Linked DNA regions of Rattus norvegicus: region 1 is linked to region 2. A link is a contact called in public Hi-C data. All regions are on one chromosome and are shown on one strand. The core of a region is the stretch at or near the end of the contact, and the rest is flanking DNA. Distances in the headings are between cores, read along the strand shown. Region 1 has its middle 88 kb from the start of Bbs10. Region 2 holds the start of Bbs10 (Bardet-Biedl syndrome 10).

The links. A called contact is a pair of places that touch in the nucleus more often than the background predicts.
Region 1: a Hi-C map of the A7r5 cell line shows a contact between it and region 2, with 3 times the contacts expected there. The contact joins the enhancer-like site here to the promoter of Bbs10 in region 2. A contact is called at or near these places in 4 of 12 Hi-C or Micro-C datasets (the A7r5 cell line, kidney and liver).

Annotation. Positions count from the first base shown.
Region 1 is chr7:48,723,681-48,726,380 of GRCr8, reverse strand. No RefSeq gene overlaps it. Among named protein-coding and RNA genes, the nearest start is that of Bbs10, 88 kb to the right of the region's middle. Within about 2 kb of position 1,355, at least 19 of the 93 cell types and tissues checked have an H3K27ac peak or open chromatin away from gene starts, as enhancers often do. A contact at or near this core is called in the A7r5 cell line and liver, where this site is marked.
Region 2 is chr7:48,635,947-48,638,646 of GRCr8, reverse strand. It overlaps Bbs10 (Bardet-Biedl syndrome 10), which reads right to left and starts at 1,282. Exons shown (of 2, transcript NM_001109286.1): 1 at 1,050-1,282; 2 at 1-692. The coding sequence starts at 1,234. Osbpl8 (oxysterol binding protein-like 8) reads right to left here. Exons shown (of 24, transcript NM_001309455.2): 24 at 2,496-2,700.

The DNA.
Region 1 (2,700 bases), core at 106-2,605, 88 kb before region 2:
GTTCAAGTGGCTGATGCTGAGACCTTTAAGGGGTGTTTAGGTCGTGAGGGCTCCTCCCTTCATTAAGGAGGCTGAGTCCTTTAAAGGAGAGTTCTCACAACACCCAGATACTTTTGTCACACAGACAAATGGAATTTCTCCCCCCTCCCTCCAAGACTGTGTAGCCAGCTGCTATCTTGGAAGTAGAGATGGGGCCTGCACCAAACACTGAACCTGCTGGCACCTTAAACTTAAATGTCCTTGCCTCCAGAACTTTGAAAAATATTCCCCACACAGTGCCTACTCTAGTATTTTGCAATGGGGCCGGTCAACAGACTCAAATGAAGGTCTAGTCACATTTCCCCGCCCTGAACTTATTAAGTCCCCTTATTAGCACCTAGAGGCGTGAGAGAGTGGCCATGTTAGCCACTAATGTTAGCTGCACACTCGTAACAACCAGAGAATGGATAGGGGCAAGGTTATTTTGCTTGGATCAAGGAAGAAGAACCTGGAGGGGAAAAACAGGACCAATCTTTGCATGCCTATAAAGAAAAAATCAAAGCAAAACAACAAAAACAAAACAAAACAAAACAGAAAACAAAAAACAAACAAACAAAAATACAGGTAGAAACCAGCTCGTATTTTTCATTAGCCAAAGCAAGTTGCAGGGTCACCCTTAACTTCCGGATGGGACACGATGACCACATGTGATGTCTACAACCCCCTCTCTAGCAGGGAGGCTGGGGAAAAAGAAAGTTTATGTGGTTTGATGTGTCCGATCACAGTGCATTGCCTAAAGAAGCAGGTGACGGAGAGAATGCTCAGCCTGGCCTTCTACTTTCAATGGACTGTGTGTGGGATGAGTGTGCAGGAGAAAAGGAGAGAGAAAATCAGGAAGAGGACGAGGGGGTGGAGACAGAGAGGTGCAGCGGCTCTGTTACTGGCAGATCAAGGGAGAAGGGAAGGGCTCCGGAGTCTGCCTTTGAGCCCTCCTAGAGCTTCTCAGAGAAAAGCAGAGTTAAGGTTTACACAGAGACATCCGAGAGACAAAAGGAAAAGAATGTTTTAAGGAGGTGTGAAAAGCCCCGCATTCTGGGTGGTCTGATTAAAGCAGAGCCAATAATGTTCTTGTCAAGTTGTGCTTGAGCGGGGAGGGGATCCTTCAGACATGGAATAGAACATTCTGCTCCAGCCTTCACACCTTGAACACAGGAGAGTAGTCATCGCTTTGTTCTCCACTTGCATTTGACTCTCCCAGAGCAGTTCACAGTTAAAGTCAATTCCAAAAATAATAGCCTCCTTTGTCACTCCCAGTGTGGTGGTGGAAGATTAAATTCTAGAAAAATGCTTCGTCATTTCCATGGACTTCTTCCGGGGTGGGGATGCAGCTCAGCTGGGAAAGCACTTAGCGCGTGAAGCCCGGGGAGGGAGTATCTAGCGTCACCGGAGCCAGCGAGGCGGTGCGCACAGTCTCATCACTTCAGGAAGACCAGGAGTTTGAAGTTATCCTCAGCTATACAGTAAAATCAGGGCCGGCCTGAACTACATAAAAAACAGAGGGGGGGGAGGGGAAAGGGGAAAAGATCGAGAGAGTGAGAGAGCGAGAGTGAGAGAGAGTGAGAGAGTGAGGGAGGGGGACCGGAAGGGGACAGGGAAGGGGAGGGGAAGGAGGAGAGGCAGAGGGAGGGGAGAGGAAGCGGGAGGGGGATGTCTGGTTCAGGAGCAGCCTCTGTTTATGGCTTCTGATGTAACTGCCTTCAGTACCTTCCCTCTAAGATCCCTTTCTCTCTACTCTCATGTGCAAATGGCCTCTCTATACTCCCACCTAACAGCTACGGGTTTTCACACCTGTGGAGATTTTCTTGATGTACATAATTAATCTCCCTCTCCTCCATTCTAGTCTGTCTCTTTTGCACAGTCATGCTCACGTAAGGCTCAGTCAACTCTGATTCCCTGGTGATTCTTACCAGAGATATTTTCTCCTTCACACCGAAGCATCAGGGTTCACCTCCTTTTCCCCTCTTCCCTGCTGTCCCTTCCATCGAAATACCTTCAGGTAAGTCAGATAGATGACTCACCACAATTCTTAGGTCTTGAGTAAACCTTGACAGCCTGACCCTCCTTCCTCTCTAATCGTCAGGTCCACTGCCCTGCTCCTTGGTTCCTTGGGACTCTGAGGCTAGTGACTGTTCTCCCTTTGTCCCTATGGGTGACTCAGAGCTTCTCTCCCAGTCTTACCTATGTCTACACTGATGAACTCATCATCCAAGAAGACTCTAGAGATGTTGAGAGTGACCGTGGTCATCGGTCTACTGTGTGTGAGCCTCTGTGCTAAGCGCTTTCCGTAGAGGATTATAATTACTCTTCCCAAGAAATCCGCACTGAATGGGTAGAGCTGGGGACAGGGTCGGGGCACCTCCTTCATGCTTTGGGAAATCTCTGGCTATGCCAGGCTCTACACCATTATTGCTTCACCATCACACCACGCCTAGAAAGGAGGAGACTAGGGATGAAGGGAGTTAGTTAAGCAGTCTATGAAGTAGGTCATCTCGTTGTCAGCTCTGCAAGCCTGCTTGCTCTCCTGCTTTGAGAGCTTTGTTCTGCTTACATCCATTATCCAAACACTCTTCTCTCACAACCACACAATGCCTAAATATTGCCTTCTCCTTGGTTATAAGGTACACACCTATCATCTTGATCATCTTTTCATCTTTGCCCTCG
Region 2 (2,700 bases), core at 33-2,532:
TTTTTGTCCTGTCCATGATCCAACTCTGAGATGCCTGAAACTGTGTTTCTGAGTCGAGAACAAATTCCGAGCTAGACGATGAAAACAGAGGCTGGAGGATTTCGGTTACTATCACCATCCTAATGCCACCATCTGCTGGGCAGTACACAGAAAAGTCTCTGGGAAGCACAAGGCCATCCACAATTCTAGACTCTGAAACAGGAAGGCCTGTCACGCCAACATTCAACTCCACAAAACAGTTGTCCAAAAACTCAAATACTTCAATCCCACTTTCACAAGCCATACACTTGAAAACGTAGTCACACATCAACTGTGAAATGAATCTGTGGTTGTTTCTTCCCACTCTTCCACAAAAGTATGGTTCCAGGAGCAACTCCAGAGAGCGCCTGCACAGTGTTCTTCCTTCAGCAGATGAAGAAAAGGCAGAGAGGTAGTGCCTGCTTAAATGTTGGTCTACAATACAACCTAACGTTTGTGTCTGAAACCTTAGCAGAGCCCGGGAAATAGATTTCCACTGGCAGCAGTTTTTCCAATGCCTTTCATGGCTCTGAATATCTTCAGAAGTGAATGAGTCTTTTTCTTTTTCTCCGATTGCATGAAGTCCTCTGAGTAAATGGCAAAGAAAAATAATAAATGTTTTAGCACCATCTCCTGTTTTTTTAAGGTGACTGGAAACACACGCCACTATCATCCTGTATAGGAAGGGAAAAAAAATAACTCAGATTTTCTGTGTTGGTGCTAAGTTAAACCCGTATTTTCACAGGTACAGACAGGCAGATTGTCTTTTTGACGTCCAGCCTCAGCTTTATTTTTCCTTTATTTTAACTACTTTATTCTAAGATATCAGAGACGGGAAAAGAGTGAGAAGTGCTCTAGGTAGGTGAGGAGGTTTGGGCCCCGGATTAGTAATTTGGGCAGCGCTCAGATCCGACCTCCACACTAGTTTTATCCAGTATTAAGACCGTTTTTATACAGGTCCATGACCTCAGGGATCTGATGGGAGGTTGAGGGAGATGCGCGCCGAACGGACTACAGGGGAAGCGAGGTACCTGGCTAAGGGATGCTCTAAGTGCAGCGCCTCCAGGAGGCAACCTCCATCCCTGCTAAGCAGCACCTCGCCGGTGGGCTTCGTACACAACACCAGGCCGCCCTCGGGCCCCACGCAGCGGTTCGCGATGGTTTCCAGCACCTCAGCCACCCGCAGTGCCGCTGTCACAGACCCCTGGGACGCCATGGAAACGGAGCTGTGGGTAAATACTTCTTTAGAAGGTCAGGACCGATGGAGGGCGGAAACGGAAGAGGCGTAGAGAAAGGCGGAAGTGCAGTAGCGCTTGGAGGAAGAGCCCAATAGGTAGGGTGGAGCCCGCCAGCCACAGTCCTTTAGTGTCTACCTTCCTGGCTCACGGCCCGGCCCGCAGGCGTCTCTGGCCACTACACGGCTAGGTCTAAGAAGGAAGGGCTCGGGTGAAGGGCATGGGTACCGCCCCCATCTCGGGCTTACTTCTCTAGTGTCCCTGCCGTATCATTTGCTCTCCTTGCCTTCACGCAAACGGTTTTAGGGTGCAGGACAGACACGGAGAACTTGGACATGGCCATTTCTAGGCTTGTGTCTTCCGCTGGGGTGTGCTACCTTGTCTGCATCCAGGTTTGGAAGAAACCCCACCTAGTTCAACCACTTTAGCAGAAGTAGATGTTTGCCCTTTATTCACATTGTAAGATTCAACACATTAACCTCATGTATTGCATACAATCCCAAAGCAGAAACGTTTCAGGTATGGAAACACAGAGGCTTCAGGGAGAGGATGAGTGCTGGGTTCATAGCTGTGCTTCTTTCAGTCATCCATTACATCCAGGAACTGTCAGTGTTGGCAGGAAAGTGATCTTGTAGATACTCAATGATGTTTAATGACGTTTCCTTATTCCACATTGCCATTATTTCTAGAAGTAGCAAGTGGATTCTGAGGAGCAAGTTAAAATGGGGAGAAAGGAAGACAAAATCAAGAGTAAAGCTTTCCTGGGGCTTATCTGAGGCTCACTCAATATGGGCAAAACAGCATTTCAGTGTTTTTTAACTTGTTGCATTCAGCGCTGGGCTTTAGACTGAAATAGTGGGTTATTTCAAACATTTAAACAGTACAATCAAGGTTCTACTTCAGTGCACTATGTAGTCATGATTCAGAAGGGCTTTTACCTGAAAAAGACTGCCTTGTGTAGTTTTTGGGGTCATTTAAATATGCTGAGCCTCATTTTTAATGTATGAAATAGGTATAATTTCCACTTATTTTTAAAAAAGAATATGAAGTACCAAGTAAAACATACATTAGGGATACTGTCACAATCCGTGTCAGGCCTGTACCCATCTTTTTCACACACACACACACACACACACACACACACACACACACACACACACACACAAAATTAAAAAAAAGTAAGAGGATGAATTTAGTACATTATGCATTAATACATTATATCAAGAGTCACTCGATCACAGATTGCTCTTTTAAAAAAAGTTTATTTAGAATACCTACTTGTAGAAGTTAACATAATTTTACAGATTATTAGAAAAATTCTTTTCTCTCTGCAAACATAACAGGTTAGGAATAATAGATTAGAAATGTATACATTACAAAACCGCCTGTGACTATCTATACATTTACTATGCACCTTAAGAGAATTCAACAGTGTGCTATATTTACA